Linked DNA regions of Oryctolagus cuniculus: region 2 is linked to region 1. A link is a contact called in public Micro-C data. All regions are on one chromosome and are shown on one strand. The core of a region is the stretch at or near the end of the contact, and the rest is flanking DNA. Distances in the headings are between cores, read along the strand shown.

Region 1 (7,575 bases), core at 1,375-3,874:
CAATCACAACCCACCCAGGCCAGCGCCGATCATTGTAGCCAATCACGTTCCACCCAGGCCAGCGCCGATCATTGTAGCCAATCACATCCCACCCAGGCCAGAGCCGATCATTGTAGCCAATCACATCCCACCCAGGCCAGAGCCGATCATTGTAGCCAATCACGTTCCACCCACGGCCAGCGCCGATCACTGTAACCAATCACATCCCACCCAGGCCAGCGCCGATCACTGTAGCCAATCACGTTCCACCCACAGCCAGCTCCGATCACTGTAGCCAATCACGTTCCACCCACGGCCAGCGCCGATCACTGTAGCCAATCACGTTCCACCCACGGCCAGCTCCGGTTAATGAGAGATCGGCCCTGCCCGCCCGAAGCCCACCTTCCCCGCACCCGAGCCGGAGGCCGTGACAGTCTACTGTTCCGGAACACCTACATTCCGACCAGAATTTGGCCGCCTTGGGACACTTCCGAAGGCTCGGGAAAGGTCATTTGTCTTGCGCCTCCCATGCTGGCCGCTCGCCTTCCGCCTGTTATTTCTGCGAAGCCCGGCTGGGCCGCCGCTTCCCTGAATCCATCCATGCCTCCCTGCCCACACGGCTGACGCGGAGCCCAGAGCAAGTTCAACTCATTTTTCAAAGTTCTGTCCACACTCCAAGAGGGACGGTTGTCACAAACAGCCTGCTTTTCACAGTGAGTTTTCCTGGAGACCAGCTGGCCCGCTCTGCACAGTCCCAGCCAGGCCTGTGGGGCCCACTCCACCAGCTGCGTGCACTCGGCGCCTGGACCTCCCGGGCCCCAGCCTCCCGTCTGTGCCGGGCTGCAGGTGCATCACCGAGACCAGACAGCTGGGGCCAGCGCAAACATGAGGCTCTCGGTGACTGGCAGTGCGCTACAAAGCTACACTTAGGACTGGAAGGGCAGGTGAGAACATGCAGCACACAGGGGCTGGGCCCCGTGAGGACAGCCTCCCAGCCCTCCCGCAGCTTAGCAAGTACCCCCCTGCCTTTTTTTTTAATATTATTATTTTTTATTTTTTGACAGGCAGAGTGGACAGTGAGAGAGAGAGAGACAGAGAGAAAGGTCTTCCTTTGCCATTGGTTCACCCTCCAGTGGCTGCCGCGGCCGGCGCACCGCGCTGATCCAATGGCAGGAGCCAGGTGCTTTTCCTGGTCTCCCATGGGGTGCAGGGCCCAAGCACTTGGGCCATCCTCCACTGCACTCCCTGGCCACAGCAGAGAGCTGGCCTGGAAGAGGGGCAACCGGGACAGAATCCGGCGCCCCGACCGGGACTAGAACCCGGTGTGCTGGCGCCGCAAAGTGGAGGATTAGCCTAGTGAGCCGCAGCGCCGGCCCCCCTGCCTTTTGCTAGCAGGTGAACCATGCCCGAAGAGCGAGGGAGAGCCGGCCCACCAGGCTCCAATCACTGGGTGCAAGAGGTCATTGCCGGCGTGGTGGTGGGCATTGACTGGAGGGGCTTCTCTTCAGGGAACGCCAGGTCCGGCTAGAAAGTAACCACACCTGCCTGTAGCCCCCAGACTGAAGCCCGCGGGGCCACCATAACATTACACAGAGAACACCGCAGCCTGGCTAACCAGGGGAAGGCGGGCTACCACCACCCAACCAGGAGCCCACACAGGCACTGCACACCCATCTCGTTCCAGCTTCCTCCGCGAGACCCTTCGCCCCTCCTCCTCAGTGGCCCAGGAATCAGGCCCATGGCTGCCCAGCGCCTTGCTCTGTGCATTGCGACATCAGCTTCCTATCCCAGCCGTGGCACAGCGGGCCCAGCTGCCTGCTCATCGCCTGTGACACCGGCTTCCTGTAGGGACGCGGGTTCCAGTCCCGGCTGCTCCCCTGCAGATCCAGCTCCCTGCTAAGGCGCCCGGGAAAGCCGGATGGGGCCCAAGTGCGTGGGCCCCTGCGCCCACGGGGGAGACCCAGGTGGAGGTTCCACGAGGTACCTTCCGCCAGTCCAGAGAGCACTTGGCAACCCTTCCTCCTGGCTTGGGGCTTTTATCCCTAAAGACTGAGGGGCGTTGACTAGTGCGGCTCTGACCATGATTGGCATTTGTGATTGACACCTGGGAGCTGCAGCCCTTTGGGCTGTCTGGGCATGTGGCTACAAACTAGACTTAGGTTTGTAAATGGTTTGCCTGGACGCCACTGTATCAGAGTACTTTAAACACAAGTTAAACTGAAAGCCGGGTGACCCTCGGATGACGGTTTTGTGCCTCCAACCCTCCCCACCCCCGTCACTTGTGCCCAACCACCTGACAGCCCCAAACCTTGCTACCCCACAGCACCTGCCGCATTCTATGCCTGCCCGTGCCCGGACACCTGGACCCAGGGCGACTAACAAAGCAGGAAGCAGTACCGCCATGTGCTTCCCCAGGGAATGGGGCCGCAGGCAGGGTGGGCAGGCAAAGGAAGGGGAAGGAGAACTTTGGCGCCTGCACCCAAAGCGCGAGTCAGCACCGACAGAAAACAGGGCGCTCCGGGTCTGCCTTCCTCTCCTGCCACACTTAAAATGGCCGCCCACCCATGCCTATGCCTGAGCTCTGCGCAGGCGCATTTCTGCCTGCCACTCCCAACATGGCTCCACACGCGCCCGGGGCGGGGCTAAGGGCGGAAGTGGGTGTGACAGGGACGGGAGCCGAGCGGGCCCGCTGCGGGAAGACGCTGAGGAGTGGAGGCCGCACGGTTTGGAGCGATGATTCCCCCGCAAGAGGCGTCCGCCCGGCGGCGGGAGATCGAAGACAAGCTGAAGCAGGTGGGCTGGGCACGCGGTGAGGGGCAGGGGCCGGGAGCCGGGCCGGGGCAGTGGTGGGAGAGGGGCTGGGGGCTTGGCCGGGGGGCCGGGAAGCGGTGGGCTGGGTCAGCCCTCTGCTTCTGCTAATGGCCCGCTCTCCGCTCCCCGCAGGAGGAGGAGACGCTGTCTTTCATCCGAGACAGCCTGGAGAAGAGCGACCAGCTCACCAAGAACATGGTGAGGAGGGGCTCGCGGGCCCCGGGGGAGAGCCCAGGGCCGGGGGCGCCGGGGGCGAGGCGGGGCTCCCCAGCCACAGTGGACAGCTGCCACCGTGCGCCCTCCCCGTGTTCCGGCCCCTGGCTGGGGACGCTGCGGCCCTGCCGCGCTCCGTCTGTCCATGTAGTGGTCCGGGTACCGTCCAGTGCAGGTCCTTTCGGCGATGGGCGGTCCCAGGGGCTCTGGGGTAGGAGGAGCTCTGAATTCAGAGCCGAGATCTGGTCCGTGCCCCCAGTCCCCCTTCTGTGGCTCCCGACAGGTGCCTCGGAGCCGCAGCGTCAAGGTCAACCTCCCAGTCTGGAGGCCGTGAGAGCTATTGCTGTGAACCCACGGCCTGGTATACAGCAGGCGCTCAGTAAATGAGTCTGCATTCCTAGCGGAGACTGGACGAGCGCGAATTGAGTGAATGATGGGTTTGGACTTTTATTTGTCACCCTGTAGTGAAGTCTCAGTGCTGATGGTGGGAGAGGGTTTCGGGGGCACCGGCAGTGCCGTTGAGGCTGCTCTGTGTGAAGCGGCTTTACCTTCCGCCTGAGAAGGCTTCGCTGAGAACAGAAATCGAGACTTGGCTTCTCAGGGTAGAAGTCTGGGGTGATTACTCTAGGAAGAATTAATTTGATGCTTATTTTGCCTTCAAATCTTTTTTTTTTTTTTCTTTTTGACAGGCAGAGTTAGACAGTGAGAGAGAGAGACAGAGAGAAAGGTCTTCCTCCCGTTGGTTCACCCTCCAAATGGCTACCACGGCTGGCACACCGCGCTGATCTGAAGCCAGGAGCCAGGTGCTTCTCCTGGTCTCCCATGGGGTGCAGGGCCCAAGCACTTGGGCCATCCTCCACTGCACTCCCTGGCCACAGCAGAGAGCTGGCCTGGAAGAGGAGCAACCAGGACAGAATCCTGCGCCCCGACAGGGACTAGAACCCGGTGTGCCAGTGCCGCAGGCGGAGGATTAGCCTAGTGAGCCGCGGCGCCGACCTTTTTTCCTTTTTTCTTTTTAAAGATTTGTTTGTTTGAGAGGTAGCGTACAGACAGAGAGAGGGAGAGACAGACCAGCTCCTCCTTGGGAAAAGATTTCCTTTTCTTAGGTTTGGAGGAAGAGGCAGGCGGCTGCTCTATCCTGTTCTCCTGAGGAGCCTCCTGGGGCTTTTGCTTTTTCCTCTTTTTGGGTTTCTCCTGCGCCTCCTACAGGGAGATGGGGGAGGTCTGTGAGAGAGGTCTTCCATCCACTGGTTCACTCCCCAGATGGCCGCGACAGCCGGAGCTGCACCCATGTGAAGCCGGGAGCCGGGAGCTGCTTCTGGGTCTGCCATGCAGGGGCCCACGCACTTGGGCCGTCTTCACTGCTTTCCCAGGCCGTAGCAGAGGAACAGCCAGGAGACAAACTGGCGCCCATATGGGATGCCAGTGCCACAGGAGGAGGCTTAGCCCAGAGTGCCAGCCCCCAAATTTCAGCTGGCACGTTTTGGACCACCTGCTCTGTGTCAGGCACATGAGGGATGCAGCGGGGGACGGGTCCATCCTGTCCCTTCCCGCGTGGAGCTTCCCGTGTGGAAGCGCAGAGACCGCGGTGCTGAGGGCGCTGAACGCCGGGGCCTCCCCGCAGGTGTCCATCCTGTCGTCCTTCGAGAGCCGTCTCATGAGGCTGGAGAACTCCATCATCCCCGTGCACAAGCAGACGGAGAACCTGCAGCGGCTGCAGGAGAACGTGGAGAAGACGCTGTCCTGCCTGGACCACGTCATCAGCTACTACCACGTGGCCAGCGACACCGAGAGGATCATCAGGGAGGGGTGAGCCCGGCCCTCGGGTCCTGGCCCAGTGCCCTGGGCCGCGGAAGGGGCCGTGGAATGCCTGACCGTGCAGCCCCGCACCGCGTGCTCCCCCTCCCCCTCCCGCTGAGCCGGGTCCTTTCCGCCGCAGCCCCACAGGGAGGCTGGAGGAGTACCTGGGGAGCATGGCCAAGATCCAGAAGGCTGTGGAGTACTTCCAGGACAACAGCCCAGACAGCCCGGAGCTCAACAAAGTGGTAAGGGGCCGAGGGGCCGTGGGAGAGGTGAGGGGACGCGCAGCCCGGTCCCCATCGCCCGGGGCACGCTGGGTCAGCATGGAGAGGGCTGTGGAGAACACAGGGCGGACTGCAACCTGATACGCATGCGTCGAAGGCAAGACCTCTGCTTCAGATGGCGTAGGTGTACGTGTAAACCGCATAGAAGGTGTAAATGCAGCATTTGGTTTCTAGAGCTGATTTGCGGCTTATCGTGGTAAACATGCATCATACAAGGTTTGCCATCGTAACCTTTCTAAGTGCACGCTCGGGGCGTGGAGCCCCGGCCTCCTGCTTATGCTCACCCTGCGATGGGAGATGACGATGCAGGGGACGACAGAGAGAGGGAGAAATCTCCCGTCCACCCGTTTCCTCCCCTCATGCCTACGGCAGCCGGGGCTGGACCAGACTGAAACAGGAGCCCGGATTCCGTGTGGGTCTCCCACGTGGGTGGCAGGGACCCCAACACTCCGCTGTCACCTGCTGCTCTCCCAGGCGCCTTAGCAAGGAGCTGGGTTGGAAGTAGAGCAGCCAGGGCTCACAAACCAGCACTGGCCACGCAGCTGCCCACGGCCACAGCCCACGGCCACAGCCCACGGCCGCCGCCCACGGCCACCGCCCACGGCCACAGCCCACGGCCACCGCCCACGGCCACAGCCCACGGCCGCCGCCCACGGCCGCCGCCCACGGCCGCCGCCCACGGCCGCCGCCCACGGCCACAGCCCACGGCCGCCGCCCACGGCCACAGCCCACGGCCACCGCCCACGGCCACAGCCCACGGCCACAGCCCACGGCCGCCGCCTCCTGTGCCCGCAGAAGCTGCTCTTTGAGCGGGGGAAGGAGTCTCTGGAGTCCGAGTTCCGCAGCCTGATGACCCGGCACAGCAAGGTCGTGTCCCCGGTGCTCATCCTGGACCTGATCGGGGGCGACGACGAGCTGGAGCTGCAGGAGGACGTGGGCCTGGAGCACCTGCCGGAGAGCGCGCTGCAGGACGTGACCCGCATCTCCCGCTGGCTGGCGGAGTACGGCCGCAACCAAGGTGAGGCTGCGCTGGCCCTGGCCCTGGCTCTGGCCCTGGCCCTGGCCCTCGCCCGGGTATTTTTAGTAAAAAGAAGTTTAGTAGGAAACAATGTCACACAACCCTTTTTTTCTTTAAGATTTATTTCTTCAGGGCAAAGGAGAGGGGTATGTGTTTTCTGTCCACTAGTTCACTCCCTAGATGTCCACACTGGCCAGGTCTGAGCCAGGCCGAAACCAGGAGCCAGGAACTCCATTCAGGTCTCCCACACGGGAGGCAGGGCCCAGGTACCTGGGCCGTCATCCACTGTTTTTCCAGTCCTGGATCAGCAGCGGAATAGGCGGGGCTCCGATCGGCTCTCTGGTATCACAAGTGGTGACTTAGCCCACTGCGCCGTAACGCCAGCCCCCCAAAACCTTACTTTCATGTTCACTTTTTCTGATTCACTGTAAAATTTTCAAATCGTGCAGAAAGCCCCAGGTTAGAGTCGAAGTCCATTGCCCCACTCCTCTGAGCCTGCGGCGTCGTAACCCAAAGATGAGCTCCTCATGGTTTATTTTCACTTTCAAAAAATCTTTTTGCAACCGTGTGTGTATGAGAGAGGTTCACCACATGTGTTCTCCCTTCTTGATATCCTACGTTCATTTACGCAGTGCTTACATATCAGAGTCTGTGTACTGGGCACAATGCTGTTTTCTTTTAAAGTGAAAGTCATCTTTTTTTTTTTTTTTTTTTTTTTTTTTTGACAGGCAGAGTTAGACAGCGAGGAGAGAGAGAGAGACAGAGAGAAAGGTCTTCCTTTGCCATTGGTTCACCCCCCAAATGGCCGCTATGGCCAGCGCTGCGCCGATCTGAAGCCAGGAGCCAGGTGCTTCTCCTGGTCTCCCATGGGGTGCAGGGCCCAAGCACTTGGGCCATCCTCCACTGCACTCCCGGGCCACAGCGGAGAGCTGGCCTGGAAGAGGGGCAACCGGGACAGAATCCGGCGCCCCAACCGGGACTAGAACCTGGGGTGCCAGCGCTGCAGGCGGAGGATTAGCCTAGTGAGCCATGGCACCGGCCCATCCTTTTTTTTTTTTTTTTTTTTTTTTTAAGATTTATTTATCTATTTGAAAGACAGAGTTGCAGAGAGGGAGAGAGACCTTCCATCCGCTGGTTCACTCCCCAGATGGCCACAATGGCCAGAGCTGAACTAATCCAAAGCCAGGAGCGAGGAGCTTCTTCTGGGTCTCCCACCTGGGTGCAGGGGCCCAAGCACTTGGGCCATCTTCCACTGCCTTCCCAGGCCACAGCAGAGAGCTGGATGGAAAGAGGAGCAGCCGGGACTTGAACCAGCGCCCATATGGGATGCTGGCACTGCAGGCAATAGCTTCACCCACTACGCTACGGTGCTGCCCTGGTACAATGTTTTAAACGATGCCCTCACAACGTCCCTTGAACTTGTTCTTGACAGCTGCATAATGTTCTGTGGTTGGAGCCATCATTTCTGCC
Region 2 (7,575 bases), core at 2,022-4,521, 170 kb after region 1:
ACTGAGTTTATTTCCCAAATGCCTGCAACAGCTGGGGCTGAGCCAGACAGAAGCTGGGAGTGGGAAGTTAACCGGAGTCTCACATGGTGGCAGGGACGTAGGTACTGGGGCGTCGTCCCCTGCACTAACAGGGAGCCGGAACCGGGAGTGGAGGCGGGAGGGACGTGGGGCACTGGCATCCGTGCCAAGTGCCTGCCCCCTGACGATGCTTAGACCTGCAGTGGCCCGTCATTTGGAAACGGCTGCTCTCTGTCCATTATTTGCTGGAGAACGGAGCCCCCAGGGGCCAACAGCATTCCCGTGAAACCAGCCTGGAAGACTGGGCAGGGCCAGGCTCCGCTGCCCACACGCACTTCTTCAGCGCCAACAGGCAGCACCAGCGCATGACCCAGGGGAACGGGCTCGCGGAACTGAGTACCTTCCCCCAGACGACAACGGAGGGCAAGGCCCGCGTCTGGGTTCCCTCTGGCGACCTCTAAGCCCCAGGCAGTCGGCCTCAGCCCCTAGGGGAGCAGGGCGCACGGAGCTGTGTGGGCGTGAGGGGCACAGGTCACAGCTGCTTCCGTTCAGGCTGACGGGAAGCACCGAGCACCCCGGGGGAGCCCGGAACTGGGTCCTCGCCACACACTTGAGCAGGTCTGTGCCAAGAGCGGGGGTCTCACGACAGGCGTGCTGTCACGGAGGCAGCCGGCACTTGGTCATGGAGGACCTGGGGGCTGGTGGAGGGTGGTGCAGGGAGACGCACGGGGAGTCTGGCCTTCAAGGAACCAGAGTTTAGGGAGCAGGGAGAGATGGCTTTGTAGGTCTTGTGAAAGAACTTGGACTCTTAATATTTACTTATCTGGGGGCCCGTGCTGTGGCGTAGTAGGTTAAGGCCTCCACCTGTGGCGCCACCATCCCACATGGGCTCCGGTTTGAGTCCTGGCTGCTCCACTTCTGATCTAGCTCTCTGCTAACGCACACAGAGAAGCAGTGGAGGACGGCCGAGTGCTTGGGCCCTGCACCCTCATGGGAGACCTGGAGGAAGCTCCTGTTTCCCGGCTTCGGATCAGCTGGTCGCTGTGGCCGTTTGGAGAGTGAACCGTGGATGGAAGACCTTTCTCTCTCTCTCCCTCTCTGTAACTCTGTCTATCAAGTAAACACAGCTTTACCCAGACAAGTCTACTTACGTGAGAGCACCGTCACTACGGCAAGAACTGGGCTGGGCCAAGCCAGGAGCCTGGAGTTCACTCCAGGTCTCCCACGTGGGCGGCAGGGACCCAGCTGTTGGAGCCACCTCTGTGCTTCCTGGGGCGCTCGTTAGCAGGAAACGGCAGTCCGGAACCGGACCCGAGGCTGGGACCCAGGTGCTGCCAGGTGGGCCCCTTCCCTGCGAGGCCCAGTGCCTGTACCGACTCCGCACCTCTGTCTCCCGGCACTGGGCACCTGGACGGTGCGTGCTGAGCGGGGCTCTATCTGCAGCTTAGAGAGCTCGCGTGACTGCGGGGGTACTGCTTGACGTGGTTCCGAGGAGGGGACACAGGGCACAGCCGTGAGGGCTCCCCCTCGGGACCTGGGGCCTGGACGTGGGTGACTGGGCAGTGCCCATGGCCCAGCCAGGCGGTGACGTTCCAGGGGCACTGTCCTCCGTGCCTGTCACGGGCGTCGAGGTGTGACAGAGGCTGTATTCTCCCAACCATTTTCTCCTGGGCCACAGCGCTGAGTGCTGTGTAGCTGCTGGTCTTGTCCTCAAAATATTCTTAGAAAAATGGGGGGGCGCCGCGGCTCACTTGGCTAATCCTCCGCCTGCGGTGCCGGCACACCAGGTTCTAGTCCCGGTCGGGGTCCTGGGTTCTAGTCCCAGTGACTCCTCTTCCAGGCCAGCTCTCTGCTGTGGCCCGGGAGTGCAGTGGAGGATGGCCCAGGTGCTTGGGCCCTGCACCCATATGGGAGACCAGAAGCACCTGGCTCCTGGCTTTGGATTGGCACAGCGCTGGCCGTAGCGGCCATTAGGGGAGTGAACCAACGGAAGGAAGACCTTTCTCTCTGTCCCTCTCTCTCACTATCTATAACTCTACCTGTCAAATAAAAAAAAAAAAAAAAGAAAAAAGAAAAATTGGGGGGGCAGTGCTGTGGCACAGTGGGCTAAGCCACTGCCTGTGACACCGGCATCCCATATGAGCGCCAGTTCGAGTGCTGGCTGCTCCACTTCTGACCCAGCTCCCCACTAATGGACCTGGGAAAGCAGCAGATGATGCCCAAGTGCGTGGGCTCCTGCCACCCACCACGAGACCTGGATGGAGTTCCAGACTCAGCCATTACAGCCATTTGGGGAATGAACCAGGGGATAGAAGATCTTTGTCTCACCTTCTCGCTAACTTTGCCTTTCAAATAATCTTATTTTTAATCATTAAAAAAAATTCTTAAGATCAAAACCCAAACACTTAACTCAGCTCCTTCTAGAAAAATATCCATGCAAAGTAACAAGGATTTAAAAAAAGATGGCGTGGTCGGCGCCGGGGCATAGCCGGGGAAGCTGCTTGTGGTGCCGCATCCCATAAGGAGCCAGTTCGAGTCCCAGCCGCTCCATTTCCCGACCAACTCCCCGCTGATGTCCTAGGAAAAGCAGCAGAGGATGGCCCAGGTACTTGGGCCCCTACACCCGTGTGGGAGACCCGGAGGACATCACTAGCTTCCGCCAGGCTGCTGTGGGCGTTTGGGGAACCAGTGGATGGACAGTTCCTGTCTCAAATAAAGATTTAAAGATGCCAAGCGAGTCCCAACTGAGTGGAGGTCAGGATGGGGAGAGATCACCACCCGGGTGGCCAGCAAGCCTGGAGCCTCTCACTGCGTGTCTTCACGTGCGGAGGGGCCAGGCAACACCCCGAGCCTGGGCGCCGCCGCCCCCCCGCCCACGAGCAGGTGCACACCACGGAGCAGGTGCGCACCACGGAGCAGGTGCGCAGAAGCGATGCCGACAGGGCTGGCCGGCCTCCTCCCTCTGGGGCGGCTCGCGGCGCTCTTCCCAAATGAGGAAACGGCAGGGCCCAAGGGGAGGTCACAGTGTGGACCTCAACCCCCCGCGCTGCGGTTCCACAATCCAGCTCGCGCCGCGCGCTCCCACCCAGGCCCGCACCGCTGCGGGAGCTCGGCGTTCGCTCTACTCTCGGCCTCGGCCGCCCCCTGGTGGCCGCCCGCGGAAAGGGCTCGGGACTTCCGGAAGGCGTCGTCTGCCGCCCGACTGCCGGGGCGCGGACTCCGGGGCGGGACCTCGGGAGAGGAGCACTGCTTCCGGGGCGGGGCTTCGATGAGAGCTGCTTCCGGGGGCGGGGCTTCGATGCGAGCTGCTTCCGGGGCGGGGTCTCTAGAGAGGAGCGCTGCTTCCGGGGCGGGGCTACGGGAGAGACAGTGGCTGCCGGGCTAAAGATGGCGGCGCCCTGGTGGCGAGCCGTGCTGCGTGGGAGTCGGAGCTGGCGGGGCTTCAGCACCTCGGGTGAGGGGACCTGGGGGGCGCGAGCCTTCGGAGGTTCCCCGGAGCTCGAGCCGGCCTGCCCCCCGCTCCCGCTGGCCTGACGCCCGCTCTCTGCCTGCAGCCGCGCTCAGCCGCCGGACCGCCCCGCTCGGGCCGATGCCCAACGAGGACATCGACGTGAGCGACCTGGAGCGGCTGGAGAAGTACCGCGGCTTCGACCGCTATCGGCGCCGGGCCGAGCAGGAGGCGCGGGCCCCGCACTGGTGGCGGACCTACCGGGAGTACTTCGGGGCCGAGACAGGTGCGGGGCGGCGGGCGCGGGCGCGGGCTCGGGGCGTCATTCGATGTCCGCTGTCGGCTCCTTGGTTCACGTCCTCGGCGCGGCCTACTGGGAAACTCCCCCCTCACCCCTGTTACTAGGGCCCCACCCCTGCCTTGTTCCCGCGTGGGACGCCCCGTGTGCGGTCACGCCCCCCACGTCCTGTTCGCGCCTCCCCCAGCTCGCCAGGTACCCTGCCCGCCCTGCCCACCACGGGACCCCTCATCCCAGGGCGCCGGGCACGTAGGCTCTGAGCTGCTGTCGCTTAGGCTTCGGTTTCTCAACTGCAGAATAAAACGATTGTGTTTTATCACACAGTTGTGTGAAAATTAAAGGATGTGTGTCCACTGAAAGGCAGAGGGAGAGACGTGCCTTCCGTGCGCTGGGTCACTCCCCAAATGGCCAGACTGGGCTACGCTTCGAAGCCAGGGTCCCGGAACTCCATCCGCGTCTCACCAAGCAGGTCGTTTGGGCCGCCCTCCACTGCTGTCCCAGGGAGCTGGATTGGAAGCGGAGCAGCCGGGACTTGAACTGGCGCCCACGTGGGATGCCGGCACTGCAGCCAGAGGCAGACCTGCTGTACCACAATGCCACCCCCAGCCCCACTGAAGTTCTTGGACTGGGGGCCGGTGCTGGGGTGCAGCAGGTTCAGCCACACAGCCTGTGATGCCGGCATCCCTCATGGGCACCGGTTCGATTCCCAGTTGCTCTGTTTCTGATCCAGTGCCCTGCTGGTGCCCCGGGGAGGCGGCAGGTGACCTGAGCCCCTGGGCCCTGGCACACACGTGGGAGACCCAGCTGGCCCTGGCACCAGCTTTGCGGACAGACCTTCCCGTCTGTTGCTCTGCCTTTCGGATAGATGAAAAGCAGATGCACGTTGAGTAAATAGAGCTGGTGTGATGTGTCTCCATTAAAATGTGAGAAGGGGTTTTCCACTGTTGTTCAGGTTTACTTACTTGAGAGGGAGAGAGATTATCCATCGCTGGCCCACCCTCCAGATGGCTGCAACAGCCGGGCCTGGGTCAGACCAGAGCCAGGAGCCAGGAGCTCCATCCTGGTCTCCCACGCGGGTGCAGTGGGCCGTCCTCTGCTGCTTTCCTAAGCGTATCAGCAGGAAGCTGGATCGGAAGTAGAGCAGCCGGGACTCGAACCTGGTACTCAGATAGCAGACGCTGCCGTGGCAAGCGGCAGCTTAACCTGCTGTGCCACCACGCTGTCCCCTGAGTTCTAACTGCCTGCTCCTGGCACTCAGGGCACAGGTGCTGTGCCTGGCTGCATAATTGGGATGGCCGTCCACCTGATTTCCCCTGACCTAGATAACAGTGGCCTGGCTTGGGGTTCAGAAAGTGCAGCCTCCAGTTACATGGGCCTGGGGGCGCGCGCTGTGGTGCAGTGGATAAAGCCTCCGCCTGCAGTGCCGGCAGCCCACGTGGGTGCCAGTTGGTGCCCCGGCTGCTCCTCTTCTGATCCGGCTCTCTGCTAATGCGCCTATGAAAGCAGTGGAGGATGGCCCGAGTGCTTGGGCCCCTGCACCCACCTGAGAGACTTGGAAGAAGCTCCTGGCTCCTGACTTGGGATTGGCCCAGCTCCGGCCCTTGCAGCCATCGGGGAGTGAACCAGCAGATAGAGGACCTCTCTCTGTAACTCTGCCTCTCAAATAAATAAGCCTTTAAAAAAATTGTGTGGGATTTGTGCAGCATTGGTCCCTGTTGAAGCTGGGAGGCGCACATCACGGTGAGGACTGGGTAGGGACAGGGGCTCCACCGAGACCTGGCCTTCTTCCAACACTTCTCCCCTCCCCAGATCCCAGAGGTGAGATCGACATTGGGCTGCCCCCACCCCAGGTCAGCCGGGCCCAGCAGCTGCTGGAACGGAAACAGGCCCTCCGGGAACTGCGGGCCAACCCGCGGGAGGAGCAGGCCGCCCGCCTCCGCACAGGTGAAGCCCTCGCGGGAGGGAGCCCGGGTGCGTCCCTGCCCCCACCCTGCACCCCAACGGGCACGTTCCTTCCCAGCCAGCATCCCCCTGGAGGCCGTGCGGGCCGAGTGGGAGCGGACGTGCGGCCCCTACCACAAGCAGCGTGTGGCCAAGTACTGCGGCCTCTACCGAGACCTGTTCCACGGGGCCACCTTCGTGCCCCGTGTCCCCCTGCACGTGGCCTACGCCGTGGGTGATGAGGACCTGGTGCCCGTGTACTACGGCAATGAGGTGACCCCGACCGAGGTGAGGGCTCGCCGCGCGCTCCTGCCTGCCCTGGGTGCTCAGGCAGGCCCGGGTGCGGCTTTGCCACTCTCTGTTGCTTTGCTTTCTTGGGAGACAGCACCATGACAGCACAGAGACTGGCCCACCGCCTCTGGGTGCCCTCCTGGCCGCTGGCCTGTTGGGGGTCCGATCTGGGGACAGGCCGCTCCGTAGGGCTCCATAAAGAACTCGGGGCTGCTGTGGGCGGGGCTGTGGAGGGCACTCGGCGCCCACCCGGCCGTCCGGTGGGAGTGACCGGTCTGTTCTCCCCACCAGGCTGCCCGCGCCCCAGAGGTGACTTACGAGGCAGAGGAGGGCTCCAGGTGGACCCTGCTGCTCACCAACCTGGGTAGGTGTCTTGGGCCCGCTCGGCCTCCTGCCTCTGCTCCCATGGGCCAGGGCCCTGGGGAGCTGGGGGGGTCCCTGGCTCCAGAGCCGGAGCTGCAGCTCCCCCCGTGGTGAGTGGGGTGTGTTTGCGTTGCAGATGGGCACCTGCTGGAGCCGGACGCCGAGTACCTCCACTGGTTGGTGTGAGTACCTGGGGGGGGCTGGGAGGAGCAGCCAGTCCCCACGCGCTGCATCGGCTCACGAGGGTCGCCCATACCTCCCCACCATCGGACGCGGAGACGGGCAGAGGGGGAGAGGACCCGAGAGGCCTCTGGCAGCTGCCACGCCTCCAGATGCTCGCTGAGCCGCTGGGCCTCGCTCCCTGCGTGCCTGGGCCCAGCCGCCTTGTTCTCAGTGGCCGTGGCTCTGAGCAGGCCAGGAGGCGGGGCCGGGCAGGGGACCCCAGCCGCTCAGCCTCGTGTCATCCCGATGGTCTCTGGATACGGCCTGCTGGCGTCACGGCCCTGAGCCGCTGCTCCAGCCCTCCCCTCCCGTCCCGTCCAGTGCGTCTGGGTGTGTCCAGAGACGCGCATTGACCTCCAGGGTCTGTGTTCCCCGCCTCCCCCGCTGGGGGTTTCAGCAGATGCTGTCCCCCCCGACAGAACCAACATCCCGGGCAGCCGGGTGGCAGAGGGACAGGAGACCTGTCCCTACCTGCCCCCGTTCCCCGCCCGCGGCTCCGGCTTCCACCGCTGTGTCTTCCTGCTCTTCAAGCAGGCCGAGCCCATCGACTTCTCGGAGGACAGCCGGCCCTCCCCCTGGTAATCCACACCCCGACACGCGGTCCCCGCGGTGGGCGCTCGGGCTGCCTCTGTCCACCCAGGCCTTGCGGGTCAGGCAGGCCCGGGGCTCCCCCGCACTCACGCTGCCCACCCTCACAGCTACCGGCTGGCCCAGCGCACCTTCCGCACCTTTGATTTCTACAAGAAGCACCAGGCAGCCATGACCCCAGCCGGCCTGGCCTTCTTCCAGTGCCGCTGGGATGACTCCGTCACCCACATCTTCCACCAGCTCCTGGGTAAGGGGGGGCATGACTCTTCACCCACGTCTTCCACCAGCTCCTGGGTAAGGGGGGGCATGACTCCGTCACCCACGTCTTCCACCAGCTCCTGGGTAAGGGGGGGCATGACTCCGTCACCCACGTCTTCCACCAGCTCCTGGGTAAGGGGGGGCACTC

Evidence for each region. A called contact is a pair of places that touch in the nucleus more often than the background predicts.
Region 2: a contact with region 1 is called in a Micro-C map of ear pinna, with 6 times the contacts expected there. The contact joins the promoter of MRPL38 here to the promoter of EXOC7 in region 1. A contact is called at or near these places in 2 of 6 Hi-C or Micro-C datasets (ear pinna and an unstated tissue).

The regions. Positions count from the first base shown.
Region 1 is chr17:4,589,704-4,597,278 of mOryCun1.1, forward strand. It overlaps EXOC7 (exocyst complex component 7), which reads left to right and starts at 2,625. Exons shown (of 20, transcript XR_011383352.1): 1 at 2,625-2,772; 2 at 2,923-2,988; 3 at 4,628-4,812; 4 at 4,943-5,048; 5 at 5,883-6,105.
Region 2 is chr17:4,756,097-4,763,671 of mOryCun1.1, forward strand. MRPL38 (mitochondrial ribosomal protein L38) reads left to right here and starts at 3,272. Exons shown (of 9, transcript XM_070060293.1): 1 at 3,272-3,472; 2 at 3,573-3,752; 3 at 5,574-5,708; 4 at 5,785-5,993; 5 at 6,288-6,360; 6 at 6,496-6,541; 7 at 7,001-7,159; 8 at 7,280-7,416. The coding sequence starts at 3,406.